Regions from separate parts of the Danio rerio genome. Here region 1 is linked to region 2. The links are chromatin contacts, called in public HiChIP or PLAC-seq maps. All regions are on one chromosome and are shown on one strand. The core of a region is the stretch at or near the end of the contact, and the rest is flanking DNA. Distances in the headings are between cores, read along the strand shown.

What was found. HiChIP or PLAC-seq counts read pairs in DNA pulled down with a chosen protein or histone mark.
Region 1: an H3K4me3 HiChIP or PLAC-seq map of gastrula embryo shows a contact between it and region 2, with 5 times the contacts expected there. The contact joins the promoter of mtss1 here to the promoter of romo1 in region 2. A contact is called at or near these places in 4 of 18 Hi-C or Micro-C datasets (caudal fin, embryo and hematopoietic stem cells) and 2 of 4 datasets of contacts at active chromatin or transcription factors (embryo and gastrula embryo).

The regions. Positions count from the first base shown.
Region 1 is chr6:53,327,433-53,333,135 of GRCz12tu, reverse strand. It overlaps mtss1 (MTSS I-BAR domain containing 1), which reads left to right and starts at 3,142. Exons shown (of 15, transcript NM_001123252.1): 1 at 3,142-3,213. The coding sequence starts at 3,142.
Region 2 is chr6:53,046,452-53,051,553 of GRCz12tu, reverse strand. It overlaps romo1 (reactive oxygen species modulator 1), which reads left to right and starts at 2,192. Exons shown (of 3, transcript NM_200797.4): 1 at 2,192-2,349; 2 at 3,137-3,270; 3 at 4,643-5,102. The coding sequence starts at 3,137. The coding sequence ends at 4,751. ergic3 (ERGIC and golgi 3) reads right to left here. Exons shown (of 13, transcript NM_201015.1): 9 at 5,094-5,102; 10 at 188-252.

The DNA.
Region 1 (5,703 bases), core at 1,893-4,392, 280 kb before region 2:
ATTGCAGATGCAGAAGGGTTACAATTGTTCTTAAAACACTGCTTAGATGCCCAGTCTATAGACTTTGTGAGTCTAGCTGCTGGTGTTGTGAGTGGGCACATAAAGCTCAGCACAGCCTGCTAAAGAAGGTGACCTCTCTTCCCTCAGACAGACAGACAGGTGGCCACTAGAGGACGTGATGCTGAATTGATCATGCCTGCGTTGCTATGAGACGGCTCAGATGAGAGGTGGGCTCATTTTGTAATGTCAGGGAACAGCACAAGGCTGGCCAAGATTACAATGATGCTGACTCATAGATGAACCAGCAGCTCTCTTGTGTGTAGACAAATAAAACAGTATATGAAGTCACACTGTCTATTCATCTTAATAAAAGTCAAGAGGGAGTGGGCATAAATAATCCATCAAACTGATAATAATGTAAACTGATAATATTCCTTCACTGGAAATAAAACAGGTTCAAATGCTTATATATATGTGTGTTTGAATCAATTAATTAAATTGATAATTAAATAAATAAATAAATAGGTGACGCGGTGGTGCAGTGAGTAGCACAATCACCTCACAGCAAGAAGGTCGCTGGTTCGAGCCTCGGCTGGGTCAGGTGGTGTTTCTGTGTGGAGTTTGCACATTCTCCCCGTGTTTTCTCCAGGTGCTCCGGTTTCCTCCACAGTTCAAACACATGTGGTTCAGGTGAACTGGGTACGCTAAAATTGTCTGTTGTGTATGTGTGTGTGAATAAGTGTGTATGGATGTTTCCCAGAGATGGGTTGCAGCTGGAAGGGCATCCGCTGCGTAAAACATATGCTGGATAAGTTGACGGTTCATTCCACTTTGGCGACCCCAGATTAATAAAGGGACTATGCCGAATGAAGATTGAATAAATGAATAAATAAATAAATATATAATGTCACTTGGTGCATGAAATAATAGTGTAGTCAAAATAATATAAGGGGGAATGACCTTTTTATGAATAACCTGATTTTTATTAATATTTTTAAACTGTATATTAAAATGATGTAATATTAACTGACATTAATTCTAAAAAAATAAGATCTTGGCCAGTTATTTAAAATGAGTTTAATTTAATAAGAACAACATTCAACATTTTATATGCATATAACTCAACACAAAAAATGTACATTTACATATTGGGGCAATAGGGCAATGCTGCAAGCATTACCTATATTACTCCAGCTTTATTCATGATATTAAAATACAGATATATTTTTTTCTTATCAGTTTTCAGTTAACATGCCTATAGCCAGCTTATAAAAATGGATGGTTCTTTTTTCTCAAAAAAAAGGGCCTTATCGCAATCGTTTGCCTCATTTTCTATTAAATTATGAGGATCAAACACTGCATGTCAGTGTCATTTTAAACACTATTTTTAGCTTGTCGGATGGTTATCATTACACTTTTGATGCAACAAAAATGTTTCCTACACTTTTGTCAAAGTGCTTACTATACTATTTTATGTTTACAAAAATTTGTTATTATTTACAAATGTACATTATGCTATTGCAGTTTTATAAATAATGTAATGAGAAAATAATTTTAATTAAAATTTTTTAATAAAATATACTTCACTTTTTAAATGGTAATGCATTATCATCCATCATTTATAAAAAAGGAATTAGGAATCTGTTAAAACTGTTATAAATTAAAAACTGTAGACTATAGGCAAATAACAAACTAGCCAGCTCATTTCCTCAGTTAGAATATGTCCATTTTAATAATAATTAATATTTAAACTAGTCTCAAAGCCTTCTTTTATTAGTTATTTTCACAATATGTGATGGAATCTTCCGTTATTTTTTATCTACAACCCCAAAATATTTTAGACATGTTGGTTTAAAAAGCATTTATGATAATATTAATATAACTCATATCTAATGCAGCAGGGATATATATATATATATATATATATATATATATATATATATATATATATATATATATATATATATATATATATATATATATATATATATATATAATAAAGTAAAAAAAAAAAAATATATATATATATATATATATATATATAATAGAGTAAAAAAAAAAAAAAAAAAAAAAAAATATATATATATATATATATATATATATATATATATATATATATATATATATATATATATATATATATATATATATATATATATATATATATATACACACACAATACAGTAAAAGGGTGACCAGTAGCATCTCCTATATATATATAGGAGATGCTACTGGTCACCCTTTTACTCTATTGATGTGTCAAAATAATGCTATAAATAATTATTATGAGGAATGTGTTATAAGAACTGGAAATCAAATAAAATCTAAAAACGACAAGCAAAAACCTTTGAAAACATCTTATCTAAATCAGGTCTCAATACATATCTGTGAATGGCAAAAGTAGCATAGACGGAAAGGCACGAAGATTTCCGAAGTGTTGATGCTCCGCCCCTTTTTGAGTTCGTCCGCGAGCCGATCCACACAAACGAGCGCGAGGGAGAGAGAGCCAGCGGTGAATAATGTTTACCACTCACTCACTCTGTGGAATCTATCAGGAGTCGAAAGTTTAGTCAGTTTTGGCCGCATTCATTTCACCAGAAAGCCTCGTTTAAACTGCAACCGTTTAAAATCATCACAACTAAGGATTTATCAGCGGCTGGATCGACTGAATGAAACCATGAGGAATAAAAAATACGGCGGTTGTTGCGACCTAAACTAACGTGACTATCGATCTAGCAGAGCCAAGCTTTTGAAAACGCCGAGCCAGGTACTTCGACTTTTCAACGGTCGCATTTTTCTGCGGGTTTACCTGCGCTTACGTGGCACTTTTTTGACCTGGAGACTTATTATTAAAAATCACGTTTTTAGTTATTTTTATCCTCTTTTATCGTGGCGATGCGAGGTATTTTCAGAGGTTTAGTAAGTTGCGTGGCCGGGACTAGTTTGCTTGCGCCGGGCAGCCAATCAGCGGAATAACACTCACTGTTTTTGCATTAATTTATCACATTTTGCCTTATTCACACGATAACCTTCAAAAACAGATTTCCACCGCGCCCTTCAGATATTGACAGCGGTTTTCGAGGTGAGCTTTCGCAGGCAGGAGAAGTGTCAGCGCTGCGCGTGTGCTTTTGGGCTGGTAAAATGGATGCGGGAATGGAGAAGGAGTGCAGCGCTTTGGGAGGGCTCTTCCAAATCATCATGAACGACATGAAGGTGAGTCCCTCTCAAATTAAAACAACACACCCGATGCTTTGATTTTCCCCCCATCATCATGGGTGGGTTTGGAGTGTGCCTGCACAAGGGCCCAGAATAAGTTATTTTCCAGCTGTTTTGGAGGGTTGGCAACAGTTCTGTGGTTGGTTGGCCGGCTGCTGATAGATGTGAATCCAGCCGCCTCTTCAAATCACTATTTACATCTGTGTTACAGAACATCTCAGATGTAGTAGTGTTTGTCATAGTCTATATGTTTATGAAGCATGCAATACGGTTAAAAGATGAGGTTGTCGCAGCTTTTATTTTTAATGCTAAATGGGATTACTGTCACATTACGTTAAATAAAGTACAATGGTTTAACATGTCATTGACATGCACCATGGTTATCTTGAAAGAGATAACTTGCAGAAATTTGGACTATGGTGTCATGTTTTGTTTTCGTGTACCATGCAGATCCATTGATTTCCTTTGGCATGTCTCATTATTTCAATATCTGTATGACACAATGTTCTATTATCATAGAACCTTTATTAAAAACACAATTACCACAATGACAATACCCTGTTGCTGTAATGTCATCAGTACCATAGCAATACCATCATGTTTAAGTAGTACATCTAGGTATGTTATTTAGGAAAAAAGACTATTTTGTGGCTAAAAGAATATATAAATATGGCCAAGTATGTCTAAATATGTATATTGAGTATTTATAAATGAATATAGTATTCATTCAATACCATATACATAGAAATAAAGGTACAAAAGCTGTTAATAGAACGGTACACTTTTGTATTTAAAGAGTATACAGTTGAAGTCAGAGTTATTTGCCCCCCCTGTTTATTTTTTCCCCAAATTTTTGTTTTTTTCAAGACATTTCTAAACATAATTAATAACTCATTTCTAATAACTGATTAATTTTATTTTTGTCATGATGTCATTAAATAATATTTTACTAGATATTTTTCAAGACACTTCTATACAGCTTAAAGTGACATTTAAGGGCTTAACTAGGTTATTTAGGTTAAATAGGCAGGATAGGGTAATTAGGCAAGTTATTGTTTAATGGTTTGTTCTGTGAAGACAATTAAAAATATATAGATTAAAAGTGGCTAATAAGGTTGACCTTAAAATTGTAAAAAAAAAAAATTAAAAACTGCTTTTATTCCAGCCAAAGTAAAACAAATAAGACGTTTTCCAGAAGAAAAAATATTATCAGACATACTGTGAAAATTTCCTTGCTCTGTTAAACATAATTTAGGAAATATAAAAAAAAATCAAAAGCAGTTTAATAATTCTGATTTCAACTGTATATTAATACCGAGACGATCCATATTCACTTAAAGTTCTATATTAGTACCTAAAGGGTCTATATTGCACCTTAAGGTACTTATGTTGTACATAAAAGTACAAAAATGTACCTGTTGAAAGAGGACCACCTCAGTGACTGTTTCTGAGTGTGGCATATATCAGTCTATTACCTGCCCTTGTTGACAATATCAATCAGTCTGTAAAATGTGGCAGCTGAGCTTGTCATTTGTCAGAAGTTCTTGTTAACAGTCTTGTCCTGTGTTGGAGACCCTGTAATTGGTGTAGCTTCAGTGACCGTTTCAACTTCAATGGGATGTTTCCATTTTAAATGGTCTGTCTGTGTATGAGGAACTTTGCTGTCATGTTTGGACTACATTTCTTATGTGTTTTTGGTTTTTACAGATACCAGTTGTTCATTGTAATAACTCTGACTTATTGTTGGCTTATTTGAATTTGTTGAAATGATGTGCGTGCTTGCGCGTGTGTGTGTGTGTCCACAGGTGAGCAGGAAGTTTTTAACATGTGTCATATGCTGTTGTAAGCGTTGCTCAGTATGTGACTCAGGTTTTATTCATCGTATTAAAATATAGAGGGATTAAAGCTCAATTTACTATGGTACAGTCAGAATGCAAGCATATAAGTTGAATATTTTTATGTGTGTTGTTTTTTGTATGCACAGCTTCCAAAAATGCTTACGTAACAAAAAATATTTTGCCTTTTTTGCATGTTATGTGTTTAAAGGCATCTTTCGTCTACAAATTGAAAGTCAAATAACCACATTGTGAGAGTCAAAAAACACATTGGCAATGATCTTTATTATTTCTGCTTAAAATAAGAATCATTTTTCACGATTCTGTAGATGTAAAATAAAGGTTAAAATGAGTAGCCTGTTGTTATTACAATTGCTAAAACATACGGTCAAACAACAACAATAATATCAGGCCTATGTGTAGGTCTACTGTTGGTTAAAATCCTAAAGCTTGTATAGACTTGGAACGGTGGACTTGATTAGACTTTAAATTTGTCCTGGTCATTAATGCACTGTAAAGTGATTACATCAGAATACAACTATTCATAATTCTGATGTTGAATTATTATGTTTGAGACATGTGCTTGGAATCTGTCATTGACAACATTATTTGACCATTTATTCACTGGTAAAATGAAACATTTGTCATTATC
Region 2 (5,102 bases), core at 943-3,442:
ACACACAAACACTACAGACAGTTTATCTTACCCAATTCACCTATAGCGCATGTCTTTGGACTTGTGGGGGAAACCGGAGCTAGCTTAATAATATATTATATTTATTAATAATTTAACCTGAATTTTATCAATATAAATATTATTGTTTTGTTTTTGTAAAGATACTATTATTTATAGTGTCTCTTACCTCTCCATCTCCTTTAACATATATCGTTGGCACAATTTTCACAAAATACTGGTACATCATTGAGGCTGTAAAGGCCAGAAGAGAGTACAGGTCAATCAGACATACAGGACGTCAACATTTGGTGAAATTACAGTTTTGAAGTCCTCTTGCACTAATAATAAACACATTTGAAATCTAACCTTTCATTTTGGCAAGGCAAGTTTATTTATAAAGCACATCTCATACACAATAGTAATTCAAAGTTCTTTACATAAACAATAATAAAAGACACAAGAAAATAATAAAAATGATTAAAACAGATTAAAATGTGTAAAATCAGGTTTTTTAAGAAATATAAAAGTAAAAAGAGACATAATAGTGCAATCTGTGGGACGTAGCACAGTGCTCATTCAGTAAAGGCATAGCGAAATAGATGCGTTAAAGTAATAAACAGGCCCGTAGCCATCCTGGTGAAAGGGTGGATCTTTTTTTCTCAAAAACTGGACCTTCAGTTATTCGCCTCATTTTCTAGGTTTAAATACTGCATTTAATGACATTTTAAGCACTTTTTGTTTAGATAGCTTGTTGGATGGTCATCAGAACCAAACTTTTTGAGGTACCAAAACATTTCCCTTAAAGATAAAAAAAAAACATACTTAAAAATGGGTTCTCAACCTTTTTCTCTTCGATGCCCACTTTTATCTCTGATTTTCTCCTGTTTTGAAGGCCCAAAACTGAGTGTCTAGAGAAAATGCTTGTTTTAAAACTTTATTTATTAGCAAAACATTTATTTTGCCTCCTATTATTATATTATTATTAGAATAATAGGAGGCAAAATAAATGTTTTGCTTATATATATATATATATATATATATATATATATATATATATATAAACAGAAACATTGTACATATATATTATTATATTTTATATATATTTTTATATATTTTTTTAAATGTACAGACAGGTTCAAAACTTCTGAATTCTTTACTTCAGTTATTCTTTACAAGTTATTCAGTTGACACGCAGCAATTGAAAATTTAGGCCACAGTTATGTCTGTAATTAACAGTGAGGGTGTTTTTGCACAGAGTCCGAATTAGCCTGTTTAATCACAGAAAATGGGAAATGCCATTACTACTATTACTTTAATATGGCATATTTAATAATAAAATCAAATAATTATAGTATAATATTTAAGCTCATTTTAATCTCGCAGCCCACCTGCAGGATCACTGAGGCCCCCTAGTGGGCCGCAGCCCACTGGTTAAGAATCGCTTCATGATTTATCAGCATTTGTTTTTTTTTTTTTTAATAAAAACTTAAGCTTATGTTCATTTATTTTTTAAAAAAATAACCTGGCCAGCACATTTAACGTTCCTTAGTTAGAATTTGGCCATTTCAATAAAAATAAATAAATAAATAAATAAATAAATAAATAATTCAGAGCTTCACAATTTTTCTAGATTTTTCTCGTTAAAAATAAAAAATTGAAAATTCATGGATAACAATGACCTGATTAGTATTACAATTAACTTTAATATGAGCTGCCTTTAGTGCTTCACACCTTTTTATTGATCAATTTTTGTTTTATGAATAAGGTTCACGATTTAGAATAAAAGTTTCCTGTAAAATGTTTTCTCTATTTAACAGCACAGATGTTAGACTCATGAAAAATAATTGTTTGCACTGGCCAAAACTGATTAGCTGAAGTCATGACAGCCAACAGAGGATTCCACTTGTTAGATGGGTTATTTTCACAATTTATGATGGAACAGCAGTCAAAATAGGACAAATGAGCTTATGTATAGGACAAATGCTGGACCTTTAACAGTGGAGGGCTGAGTCTTTCGAACATTCATGTTCATTAATAAGTAATTAACCCAGAAACAACGCAGTATATCCACCTTTATCTTTGTATTTGTTTTTACCAAAACAAAATAAAGTTGGTTAGAAACCGCTGTCAGTTCCTTTATTCACCAACAGGGGGTGTCTAGTGATAAACAGGTGACTGGCTCTGGCACTAGAGGGCGCTGCAGCGCTTCATAAGCTTGAATTCTCCGCTTGTACTTTGGCACTTCCTCTCAAGTAATGGCGTCCGTGTGAAACAGTCCTATCGCAAACATTGAGCTAGGTTGTCACAAAAACTAACCAACAGGGCCACTAAAATAGCGATTTGAACAAGGTAAGAAGACTTTCTTCAAATATATTTTTCGATAACTGCTCGCGGTGTCCATAACCGAGAGCGGTTGAGCTTGTTTAAGGCCGGAGACCTTGATGACATTTAACGAAATAATCCAGTTCACGTGCGTTAAATTTGTCTTGTAGGTTTTAGTTTTACTTTAACGGCAATATACCGTAACTTACAGCTATATCAGCTCCTCTTAGCTTGTCAAAATTACCTTGTTTTATATAACGCGCAGGTGCCAGACTTATCATTAAAGTAGTGCGCTACTTATCTAGACAACAGCATTATGTGCACTATGTAGAGGTCATTTTATGTCAACTGATTCAAAACGTGCACGTTAACAATACTGAATTTATATCTACATTAAAGTAATAGTCCACCAAAAAAAATCTAACTGTCATCATTTATTTATACTTGTTTGTTCTGTTAAATACAAAAGAAGATATTTTGAAGAATGTTGAGGATCTGTAACCATTGCTTTCCACAGTGTTTTTTTTTTTTTTTTTTTTTTTACAATGGAAGTCAGTGGTTACGGGTTTTCATCTTTCTTCAAAATATCTTTTGTGTTAAACCGAAGAAACAATTTTTTTTTTGTTTGGAACCACTTTAGGGTAAATAATGAGAATGTATTGATTTTACATCCTTAAATACAAACACACATAATATAATTAGTATTATTCATTATATTTATCATTAAACGCATACAAACATACACCGAATGCAAGAAATGCCCAAAAGTAACCAACTACAAGTAAAGCTACATTGTGTCTTGTCCTCCTTCCAGATGCCGGTGAGTGTAGGATCGTACGGACAGCAGGCTCAGCCCAGCTGCTTTGACAGAGTCAAGATGGGCTTCATGATGGGCTTTGCTGTAGGAATGGCTGCAGGTGCCATGTTTGGGACTTTCTCCTGTCTCAGGTATAAACTTAAAAGGAACAGTTCACCTGGTAATTTAAATCTAATGTTAAAATAATGAGGCGATACACTTAATGGCTTTTCTTCTCTCTTTCTGTAGAATAATAATCAAAACATCATGTGTCTTTTATATAATGCAAGTTGTGCTCATGGCTGTCATGAAAATACTCAGGGTTGCCAGGTCCAAGAACAATGTTAAGCTCGAAACATGCCCAAAAATGAATAGTAGTCCATTTTTTGTTTTAATTTAATAGTTTGTTTTAAATTCTTTTTGACAAGTTTTTTTTCTATAGTTATGACAAAAGTTGTAATATGTTTACTATAGATATGACAAAAGAGTATGCAACAGTTTTAGTTAAGCCTATCTTGTTTACGGATGGGGTTGAAGGGTGTTGAGTGCACTCTCTCGTTAACATGCTTAAATACTTGTGCTACATGACAATATAAAAGCTTTTTTAGTCCTTGTGTATGACATTTAAGGTTTGGGACTCTGCTGAAGTCTGTTCTTAAATGAAAGCATCAGAGTTGACATCATTTGCTACGATTTTTAATCATGTGCGACTCGCATAGACAGGTGAAAATCCAAACTACCTGCTTACACTGCAAACAAGAGGACACAGATTGGATTCATATTGGATAAATTTCCACATATGAATAAGGCCTGAATATGATTTGAGTAAATTGGAATCCATGTAATTTTTTTTCTGCTTACACAGGGCATATCTTATCTGTGCCACATGGGGAAAAAAAAATTGGAATTGAGTCACTTGAAACATGCAGTGTAAATGCGGCCTTATATATTTGATACAAATCCTTGTAGATACAGAATATGTTTGAAGGTACTGACCATCTGCACAAGAAAAATACTACTTCTGAAGTACCTTTCTCAGATGTAGGAGTAACTAATGTTCTGTTCATTTATTTATTTATTTTTTACTCGCTCACTAGCAGCAGTCTTAGGGTTGCCAGATATGTATTCTGGGATTAATGTCTATTAAGAATTAATTTATAATTTTGTATTCTTGAAAGGGAAACATTTTGGCAGTAAAGACATTGCAAAGAAGCCTCAGAAAAAAAACAACTTTCTTTCCCATAACACTTTCTTTTGAAAAGAGCTCAATAGTGTGGGAAAACCGCGACTCTGGCAACACTGAACACACTGAGGACTTGCATTTTATGAATCTCCAATAGTCACGGTTTGAGCTTAACTTTAATGCTTTACTTTCAATTTGACCTGAATGTGAGTAAATTAACAGCAAATATTTATTTTGCAGGTGATCTAGTTCTGTAATTTAGCCTAATTTATAAAACAAAATATCCTGTAACATTTGCTAAAAAATCTGACATTTTTATTTATTTATTTTGTTCTATTCAGGATTGGCATGCGGGGTCGAGAGTTGATGGGCGGAGTTGGGAAGACGATGATGCAAAGCGGTGGTACGTTTGGGACCTTCATGGCGATTGGGATGGGAATCCGCTGCTGAGATCACACTAATGCCACTCAAGTAATAGGACTTTGAAGCATTTTCCATTCACCCGTTTGTTATCACACCCAGATTCAAGGACATCGGTGTTAATAAAGAGTAATAGAAATGTTTTTTTTTCTGTAAATCTCTAAGGCTCAAATGTAAGACCTGATTGTTGATCGATAATGACAGCCCTACTTTTTATTGGAGTTCACCAGAACAGGTTAAAGTCAACTTAAATGACCTTTCTGCAGTTTACGGAGGGCTTACAATGAAGAAGGGCTATTTATTTTGAAAAACAACGTTGTTTGAAACACATTTTAAGTTTAAGCATGACAATAAGAAATAGCACACACTTACCTTGAGGTG